3 separate regions of the Mus musculus genome follow, and regions 1 and 2 are each linked to region 3. The links are chromatin contacts, called in public HiChIP or PLAC-seq maps. All regions are on one chromosome and are shown on one strand. Each heading gives the region's core, a stretch centred on a gene start, on an enhancer-like site or on the middle of the called end of the contact. The rest is flanking DNA. Distances are from core to core; before and after follow the strand shown.

Region 1 (3,184 bases), core at 441-2,940, 1.0 Mb before region 3:
ATACCCTCCCTCTCTCTGTTCATTAGTAGGTCTCTCCTGTCCCCAGCTGCTCCCTCTCCTTTCATGTCTTGTGTGTGTCTGTGTAAATCCAGCCTCCACACAGGAGAGGAGGAGTCACACAGCATTTCTCCTCTTGTTCTCTGTTTGCCTCCCATCAGATACCAGCACCTTCTCAATGACATCCACCAGTGTTACCTTGATCAGCGGGAGCTCCTTTTGGGCCCAAGTATTGCCTACACTGTCACAGAGTTAACCAGCCAGAACAACAGAGACCATTGTGCCTTGGTGAGTGCCTGCTGGTAGACTGGTCCCGTGCTTTGCTATTTGAGACACGCTGGCTCACCTTATTATCAATCAGCACTCATTTCCAAGTCTGACTGTGCTCCTGATGCTGGCAGTCGCCTCTGACCTTGTTTCTGCAGCGTGCAGCGTGGTGGGGAAAGTCAGTCCTATTAGACTCGGTGAGCTGATATTGTTCTGCTCCCAGATCAGCATTTCCCATACTGGGAATTCATCCTTCAACTTTGTAAAATAGTCTCACTTTTCTCTTTAATATGAAGATTTATAAGTACGTATTCTTTGAATGCATCTTTAAACTCATTTTTGAAAGGTGAAGTTTCAGAGTTTGTGGATTTATGTTAAAATGTAATTTTTATGTGTTACTTTTCTTTTTTTGGTTTAAGATAGGGTCTCACTATGCAACCTAGATTGGCCTTTGCTTATCAGCCTCAGCCTTTGATGGCTGGTATTACACGTATGTGCCACCAGGCCTCAGGGTAGTTTTTGATGCATAAATGGCCTTTTGTTTAGTGTGACTTTAATTCATACTTTAGAAAAACACATAAAAGTTATTTTTTAAAGTACCCCCTTTTATCTAGAAAATCATGTTTATTATCAAGAGTTTAGAAAATAAAAGTAGAAAGTAAAGTAATAAAAGTAAATAAAAGTAGTGTAAGAAATTAAAAATTAGATCCTATTTTGCAGTAATCCATTGAGAACCACCCACTTTGAATTTTCCAGAGTTGCATATGAATATATGTGTGTAATCTCTTTGCAAATAAAGTATAGTTGATTTTATAGGAGCTAGAATGTGCGTGTTTATAGGTGGAATGTGTTTGTTTATTGCAGGTTCGCAGTGGCTGTGCCTTTATGGTCCATGTCTGCCAAGATGAGCACCAACTTTACAATGAATTTTTCACAAAGCCAACATCAAAATTAGAGTAAGTGATAACATGGAATAGCTCTGTGGATAAGATTCAGTTTGCTGTTGACAATAGTAGAGCAATATATTGTAGATGTGTTATATATATTCTAATATATTTTACAGTTAACTGCAGTGTTTGAATTTTGTTGTGTTTGGAAATAGAATATTGTTGATTGTGATTTTTTTTTTATGCCTGTAGTGAAAGGCAAGCATGCTTTCATATTTTTTGTAGTATTTGGAGACATCCTGGGATGAAAACAAGAAGTCTAAGTCTAAGAACTGAGCCCTGGGATATGGAGTCTTTATCTACACCAAGAATAGTAGCTCCTTCTAGTTTGGAAATTCTGTGTGGCTAACTGATGAGCAGTACTTACAAATACACATGTGTTTTTGATAATCGTTTTTTAAAAGTGATTTTCAGGTCCATTGTTAGTCACTTGATTCTCCCGTGTTGGTTGTCTCACAAAGATCCCAAGATTATGACTCATATTGAGGAGGAGAAAAATGTATTTCCTGATTTTGTATGGTGGCTCCTCACTGAAGTACTGTATGTAAAATAGTATTGTTAGCAGTCTGAAGAACATAGATACCTAACCTTGTCTCTTCAAATGCTGAAAATTTCTCAGAATACTTGGTATGGGCCCAAAGTACTTGAGGTTTTGTTGTTTTTGGTTTTTTTTTCCTTAAACCTTTTTTTTTTCTTTATTTTGGTGGTTGTTTTTGTGAATTTCTTTTGAGACAGATTCTTCTGTGTAGTCCTATCTGTCCAGGAACTCACTCTATAGACCAGGCTGGCCTTGAATGCTCAGAGATCTGCCTGCTTTTGCCTTTCAAGTGCTAGAATTAAAGGTGTGCTCCACCATGCCTGGCTAGTGTTTTGTTTTGTTTTATAGTTTGAACGTGTGTTTGGTATGTATGGGAGTAACTGATCTGCAGTGATGTAAAGTATAAAAGGTAATAATGTGTGCTGGAATAATTTATATTTTGAAGCAATATAAAATTAGTGTTAAAATAAAAGTTGTAAACAGTTGACTTGTTGGGGGCATCTAATTTGAATGAACTGTTACATCTTAAGTGTTGATTCTGAGCTTCTAGAGCAAAAGTAGTTTACGGACTGATTCTTGTTCCTCACTCAGAGCGTGTGCCCAGTTACCATTTTCCAGTCGATAGTTATTCTTTCTGGCTAGAGGAGTTGCATATTGGAAAAAAATCCCGAACATCTAGCTATTAACAACTGCATTTTGTCCTTCCTTTCAGTGAGCTATTGGAGAAATTGTGCGTGTCGTTGTATGATGTGTTCCGGCCCTTGATCATCCATGTCATTCACTTAGAGACTTTATCGGAGCTCTGTGGGATTCTTAAAAACGAAGTGCTTGAAGACCACGTACAGCACAACGGTAAATACGCAGAAGTGATCACTTCAAAGGACTTGGTCATTGTATCTGTGGCTCAGTGAGTGTGAGAAAAAAAAATTGGACTTTTTTCTTCACAGCCTCGAATATACACTTAATGTTTTTAAGTTTTAAAAATTTCAAGTAGAAGGCTAATGTTTTGGAGTTTGGGTTGAAATCTCCCTCCTTTCCCAATAAAGGTTTGTCTCCATCTGGATCCATCTAATGGTACAAACAGATAAGGATTTAAAATCTGTCAATGAAATCAGTAATTGAAGCTGTTACTTTCCATTTTGGCTTCGGAATCCAGAGAAAACTGAATTTTGGCTTTTGTTGGGGATCTATCACACTGGAGTCAACTTACTTCCTGCTTTCGATTGAAAACAAGGGGTTATTTAGCATCCGTAGGTAGTAGCGTTCCATCATCTTCAGTCTCAGTGAAGAGCAGCTTTTCTCTCATCACCACTGCCTCCCCCGCTGTCACCTCCTGACTAGATGGCAGTAGGGAGCATGGTTTGGTCCTTGGAAGCCTCTTCTGAGATGGTCTGTGTGCCTCTTGTATCAGCGGGCGCCACGCGGCTCCTCAGAG
Region 2 (3,044 bases), core at 430-2,929, 710 kb after region 3:
ATGCAAAGAGAAACAATGTACTATAGCATCAATCCCATAGAATTTTCTGTTCTAGAGAGTAAAGCTGTTTTTCTTGGAATAAATATGCCAACAAGATACAAATCGATGATGCACACTTCTGCCTAACCTCTAATCATTTTCATGGCATAGCAACTGACAATGGCTTAGCTGTGCTTTGTGCTTTGCAAGGCACCTCTGTAGTGTTCCCTAAAAGTTTTCTTCCCTCTTATGCCAGTTTAGTGGCTATAGCCTGGTCCATCTACCTAGTGCAGTGTGCCACAACCCGCCCTGTCTTCTAATGATCCAGTTCAAGGTGTCAGATAACATGATCAGCTCTGCCATGAGCAGTCTTTGGTGTGTTCTACCTCTTTGACTTGCATAGTGATTCATGGGAGATTTCTTCATAGTATGTATGTGCTAAGCATCTCCCTATACATCAGTGACATTTCATATCCACACTCCAGATGAAGGAAATAAAGAAACGGGGCAGAAATTGGAGCAGACGAGGGAAAAATTAAGAAAATGAATAGAATGACCCTGAAGCAGAAAGAATCCCTCATAAGGTCATGGAGACCTGAGTTAGGGCCTTTGTGACTCAGTGAGACAGAAGTCAAGTCATCTCTCTGTGTGTCATTACTTCTCTACTTGAGGCTTAATTGTTGAATGAAAGCCCTAGAACTGGTCGTGTTTAACAGCTCTGCTATCACTTCACATTTTAAGACAGATCTCAGGTCTCTCAGTAAGTATCTGAAAATGGGCAAATGTTGCTACTTATATTAAGGGGAGTGGGACTTATACAAACAAATGAGTAAGTGTCCAAAGTTCTCAATTGCGATATTACCCTGGAAGGGCAGACTCCCCCACCCTACCTCACACCCTACCCTCATCTCATAGCCCCCATGACACACACTCTGCTTCTTGACTTCCCCCTCTCTTTCTCCTTACATATCTTCTTTAGTGGGATGTTCCAGTGATCATATATCTTCACCATTTTAAAAGTTAGGTTGTTAGCATTAAATTGTTGAGTCTTAATCAATTCCAAGCACTGCAAAGTGAACCAAACTTTATCAGCAAATGTCAAGGACTTATTCTCAAGGGATGTTTTCTTCCTCCATCTGCATCTTGGTCTCTTTTGCTGAAAAATCAAACAAAAGACCTGTGTAAAAAGGAAGTAAGCAAGCAAGAAGAGAAACCAACAGAGAAGAAGACATACAAGGCCCCAGCCTTAGCATCCAGAAGTAGAGTGAATGAGATTTATGCGAAGTTTGCTGTAATAACCACCAAATGGCTAACTAACCCCTTACAACTGCAACATATAAACACAAAGAGGTTGTCTGGGTACCACACAGACAGACAGAATCCATAAAATCAGTTGAGAACACAGAGTGTGGTTATAGTAGTTGTTAAGAGCAGACGTGGAAGCATCCTACACCACTAGAAGGCATAACTCAAGATTCCTTTACAAAACTTTCTAGCCTCAGAGTTAGCACAGTACATAAGCCTGTCACTTTTGCCTTAAAAGAGCTGAGCCAAATAGAGTGTCACAGCTACTCTTATTTACTCTGAAATGATTGTGAATATATCTGCTGCATTTCTCGGGTGAGTGCCTCCTTTCTCCCGTCTCTGGAACAGAGAAGGGATCTGCTTCCCCCAGCTATATTTAGAAGACTGTGTCACAGACACATGAGCACTTCTGCCCTGAGTTCCTTCAGCCTGTGACTCTGTGCTCATTATGGGAGAAGACTATACTGGGACCAAGGTCCTGTCTGCTATGAGATGGGTCTTTGCACTTAACTCATAAAAAGAATCATGTGGTTACAATGCCATCAGCACTCCATTTTTCCCTAGGCATATGCCCATTATGGATGCAATCACCACTTCCCTCCATAGCTACAGCAAAAGGAAGTGAAGAATGTTGTATCCTACTGGGTTAGGGTTTTATAGCTGCCTTTGACTATGAGGCCTCATTCCCTCATGTGCAAGAGTGGCATTTCAGTCGAATCAATACCTAGTTTACTTTTTCCTGAAAGAATGAACAGACATACAAACGCCAAGGGAAAGCACACTTCTAATCAGAACCAGAGATAAGAACAAATAAGAATATTGTGTGAAAACATGATAATGAAGACACAACAACATTTCAACAAAATACACACCCTCTGAGATGTTTATAAGCATCACAGGCAATGCAATCAAGTTAAAGCCACAGCCTGACTCATTCATTCACAGCAACAACTAGGATAGTGGCTCCAACAGCAATTTAAGAAGAAATTTGAGTAAGATAGCTAGCATCCCTCGGAACACGGAAGAATACACTCGCAGAATTAGCTGCCCACAGTGTGGCCTGTCCACTTGCAACAATGGATTGCCACTCGACCTCTGTGATTGACATGATATTGGCTTTATTTATTTATTTTTGCTTGTTCTAAAGATGAATGAAGTAAATAGATGCCCAAGGAATGGGATTGAACCATGTCTTGTTAAAAAATTATGAACAGCACCAACTAATGGGATCATTTTCTCCTTCCTAGAGGATCTTCTATGTATGAGAGGATTCAATAATGGGTACTACTAAAAATGAAGTTCTCCACTGTATTGAGATAGAATGAAAAGATAAAGATAGGAGAGACAAGGGGGAGGAGAAAGGAGATGAGAATGGAATTACAGAGAACATGAAAGCCCTGAGCACCTTAATGATCTTGTTATGAGAAATGAAGATTCCCAAGAAGAGTAGGAGACTTTTAGAAGACAGGACTAAGTTGTCAGGAAAATGAAAGGATGGAAAAAGACAGGTAAGGAGAATAATAAAAAACAGAAGAGGATGGAAGAAAAAAGAAGAAAAACTCCTAAAACAGTAGACAATTAATGCAAATGTTTCTTTCAGTCCTTCTTGTACTAAAGATAAATAAATAAATGGTAGCTCCCCTGATCAGAATCCCTGGCAATCAGGAAGTCAAGAAGAGAGGCCCATGAATAGTTCTACCAATTGGACTGGCAACTTTAGCCTAGGGATATTAGTTACTAGTAAGATAGTACACTAGAGA
Region 3 (3,088 bases), core at 127-2,626:
AAGAATGAACTTTCTTAAGTTTCTCAGGACCTATGTTGTTTGTTAAGATACAGTTGCCTCCAGACTTAGTCAGGGCTTAGTCACAGACCTTTGACAATGGCAACACACTTTTGCTGCTTCACAATGAATAAGCATATTCTGCTGCTTTGGGGAAGGCATAAATTCACAGTCCTGACCACCATTTCTTTACTCAAAGCCTGTCCTGCCTCCCCCCCCCTCTATTTCATTCTTAGTTCCCAACTCCCCCACCCCACGCCCCTTTCCCAGTTCTTGTCACATATTTTCCCCCTAACTCATAGTCCCTAAATTTCAAACACATCTTCTGGGCTGAAAAATCTAAATCTGTCTTTTCATATTCAAATTTTAAGCATTAGTGCCAAACTGCTATGCATTTATTTCGCATCGCTATAGCAAAACCCAACACATTTAAAATTAAACTTAGATCCTTGCCTGTACAGCCTATCTTATATCTGAAATGTCTCAAAAGTTGAACTTTAAAAGTTTCGTTGCACGCGCCCTAAATCCCTGGAGAACCAGGCGTTCGAGAACAGCCTGGTATACAAAGTGAGTTCCAGGACAGTCAGAACTACAATGTCTCAAAAACAAAATAAAACAAAATCTCAGTATCATCATAGCAATTATATATAGCTAAGAGCTAATTAAAACCTTAGTCTACTTTCTTACTAGTATGTCCCACTACAAACAATACTGTTATAGAAGCCTGGGGTTTCATTCCTTTAACTTTTCAAAGAATGCCTATAGATTGCTGACCATTAGGCCTAATATGGCCTACATAAAAAATGGTGAATTTTATTAATTTTAAATAACATAAGTGCCATCTTTCTGACGACTCAACCACAAATCACCTATGGACGGCCGCCTACACCTGAATTTTTACCACTGGGCACGGCCTCGAGCGCGCTGCCCAAGACACCTCAGGGCCCTAGTGGCGTCGCCTGCAGCCCAGGCTGGGATCCCGGAGGGAAAGCGTTCCCCGGGCTCCGCGCGGGAATGCTCGGCGAAATGCCGTCCCGGCGGGCACTCCACCAACCCGAGCATCCCAGCGAGCCTGGCGCCCCAGGTCACACATTGTTTCCAGCTCCCCGAAGTTAAAGCGATTAGCAGGCCCTGCGGGACGAGGCCTGCCTTACCGCGGCGGGAAGGGTGCAGAGATCGTCACCATTCCCCGCTGCTATCACCACCGCAGGTCTAGGCGTCCGCGCACAGCCGCCCGAAAACCAGGTAGTAGAGAATGCTTGGGACTCACGACCCATTCCATCTTACCTCGGTGAGGGGCAGCTTCTAACTCGCCAGGGAAGAAGGTTGGGGCTTCCGCCCCGAGCACTGCCTCTGGCTCCGCCCACACCATATGTCCCGCCCCGGCCTCCGGGGCGGGTCCCACGTAGAGGCTCCTCCCTTTGGGCCCGTCCCCTCCTTTGGCCGCTTACTCTGGTCCCCTCTCACGGCCCCGCCCTCAAGTCCCTCCCTTTCTCTGCCCCTCTCCTCCCCAGCCCTCCCTCCTGAGCTGCTCCCATTCTGAGACACCGCCCCCAGGGCGCGCACTCTCCTAGCAGACCTGCCCTATGGATACACCCCAAGGGAGACTAGGAGTTCCCGGACCCCGACCCTCCCCTACAAGGCCATTCCCAAGAGACTTTTCGCCGGGTTCCTGTTTCCGCGGTGTGTCAGGATGAGCCAAAAGTGTGTCTGTCATGACACTGGACCTCTAGACCTCTGTAACTTGCTTCAGATGCTCCCAGAAGGCAACAAGAGAATGAGGCTCTAGTACACCAGCTGGCCTCTCCCAGTTAACTTGTGGAAAGGGCTTGTGTGGAACTCTGCAGTTGTTTGGAAACCTGAGCAGAAATTTCACATTTCCACCCTCATTCCACATCTACTCTGCACCTGCTTGATTTGGAGCTTCTAGGAGGAGGACACATTCATTAACTCTTTTCAATGTCCATTTTTTTCTCCCCTCTTCCCTCAATAAAAGTTGAACTGTGTCAGGGTTTCTGGTTAATCATTTACAGCAGTTCTCAACTTCATCCAATTTAACCAGCAAGTGTACTTTGTTCAGAAAATTAAATATTACAAGCAGTTTTTAAAACCAGTATTTAGGCTGCTAGGTTGTGGATACTATGTATAACCTGTAAGATTGTCTGGTTTAATAATCACGCAGCCTGTGCATTTGCAACAAACTGTCAGAAGGACCCAGTGCCTGCTCTGTGTGTATAGGCTCTCCATCTTAGTTTTGCTGGGGGACTTGCAAGTTATGTGGCTAGTCAGGCTAAAAAACAAGTAGGTGAGCTGAGCTCAGTGGAATATAACCTGTGTGGATGAGCTGCCACGCAGAACGTTGCTTTTCTGTGTCATGTGGCAGGCATTTGTGTACCTGTTTAATGGTTAACCAAAGAATGTTATTTTGAGAAAGCATTAAGGTAAATTCTTAAAATTATTATTATTAACAGAGTCTTAAATGTAATTCTGGCTAGCCTGGAACTTACTACGTAGACCGGCTGGTCTTGAACTCAGAAATCCCCCTACCTTTGTCTCCCGAATGCTGGGATTAAAGGTATACTCTATCACTCCCAAGCTAACTACTTTTAAATGTAATTTATTGGAAAGGTAATTTTTTTTCAAACTGAGTTTCACAACTGAAGTTATGAAAGATTACCCAAGTCTGCAAATTCTTTCTAATTGTTAAATGCTTGAACAAAGTTTAAAGGGTGTTCAATTAGTATCTTGATCTCTTTAAGGTACAAACTAACTCCAAAGAGTTCTTGTATCCATATTAGTGGTAATAATCATAATGACAGTTTCTCTCAGTCAGCATGAAATTATACTAGATCAAAACTTCTATTTTCAAGAACATTAATACTATATATTGTTATTTGGGTGTGAAAGTAAAGAAAACCGAATCTGAAAGTAATGTTGATATTTCTGATAATGAAAATGAATGAATAGTAATCACTTAAAGAAATATGTCCAAAATTACCTAGAGCAGTGGTTCTCAACTTTCCCAATACTGCAGCCATTTAATACAGCTCCTTGTATTGTGGTGACTCCCAACCATAAAATTATTTTTGTT

Evidence for each region. HiChIP or PLAC-seq counts read pairs in DNA pulled down with a chosen protein or histone mark.
Region 1: a contact with region 3 is called in an H3K4me3 HiChIP or PLAC-seq map of bone marrow-derived macrophages, with 5 times the contacts expected there. The contact joins the enhancer-like site here to the promoter of Esd in region 3. A contact is called at or near these places in 2 of 39 promoter capture datasets (hippocampal neurons and liver), 1 of 484 Hi-C or Micro-C datasets (CD8 T cells), 1 of 115 datasets of contacts at active chromatin or transcription factors (bone marrow-derived macrophages) and 2 of 9 other capture datasets (adipose tissue and liver).
Region 2: a contact with region 3 is called in an H3K4me3 HiChIP or PLAC-seq map of bone marrow-derived macrophages, with 7 times the contacts expected there. The contact joins the enhancer-like site here to the promoter of Esd in region 3. A contact is called at or near these places in 1 of 39 promoter capture datasets (hippocampal neurons) and 2 of 115 datasets of contacts at active chromatin or transcription factors (both in bone marrow-derived macrophages).

Annotation. Positions count from the first base shown.
Region 1 is chr14:75,730,012-75,733,195 of GRCm38.p6, reverse strand. Cog3 (component of oligomeric golgi complex 3) reads left to right here. Exons shown (of 23, transcript NM_177381.3): 10 at 159-285; 11 at 1,129-1,220; 12 at 2,462-2,601. Among named protein-coding and RNA genes, the nearest start is that of Cog3, 23 kb to the left of the region's middle. Within about 2 kb of position 1,690, at least 20 of the 459 cell types and tissues checked have an H3K27ac peak or open chromatin away from gene starts, as enhancers often do. A contact at or near this core is called in bone marrow-derived macrophages, where this site is marked.
Region 2 is chr14:74,024,691-74,027,734 of GRCm38.p6, reverse strand. Gm35517 (a long non-coding RNA gene) reads right to left here. Exons shown (of 3, transcript XR_383588.2): 2 at 946-1,135. Among named protein-coding and RNA genes, the nearest start is that of Gm35517, 11 kb to the right of the region's middle. Within about 2 kb of position 1,679, at least 5 of the 459 cell types and tissues checked have an H3K27ac peak or open chromatin away from gene starts, as enhancers often do. A contact at or near this core is called in bone marrow-derived macrophages, where this site is marked.
Region 3 is chr14:74,730,585-74,733,672 of GRCm38.p6, reverse strand. Esd (esterase D/formylglutathione hydrolase) reads right to left here and starts at 1,376. Exons shown (of 9, transcript NM_016903.5): 1 at 1,285-1,376.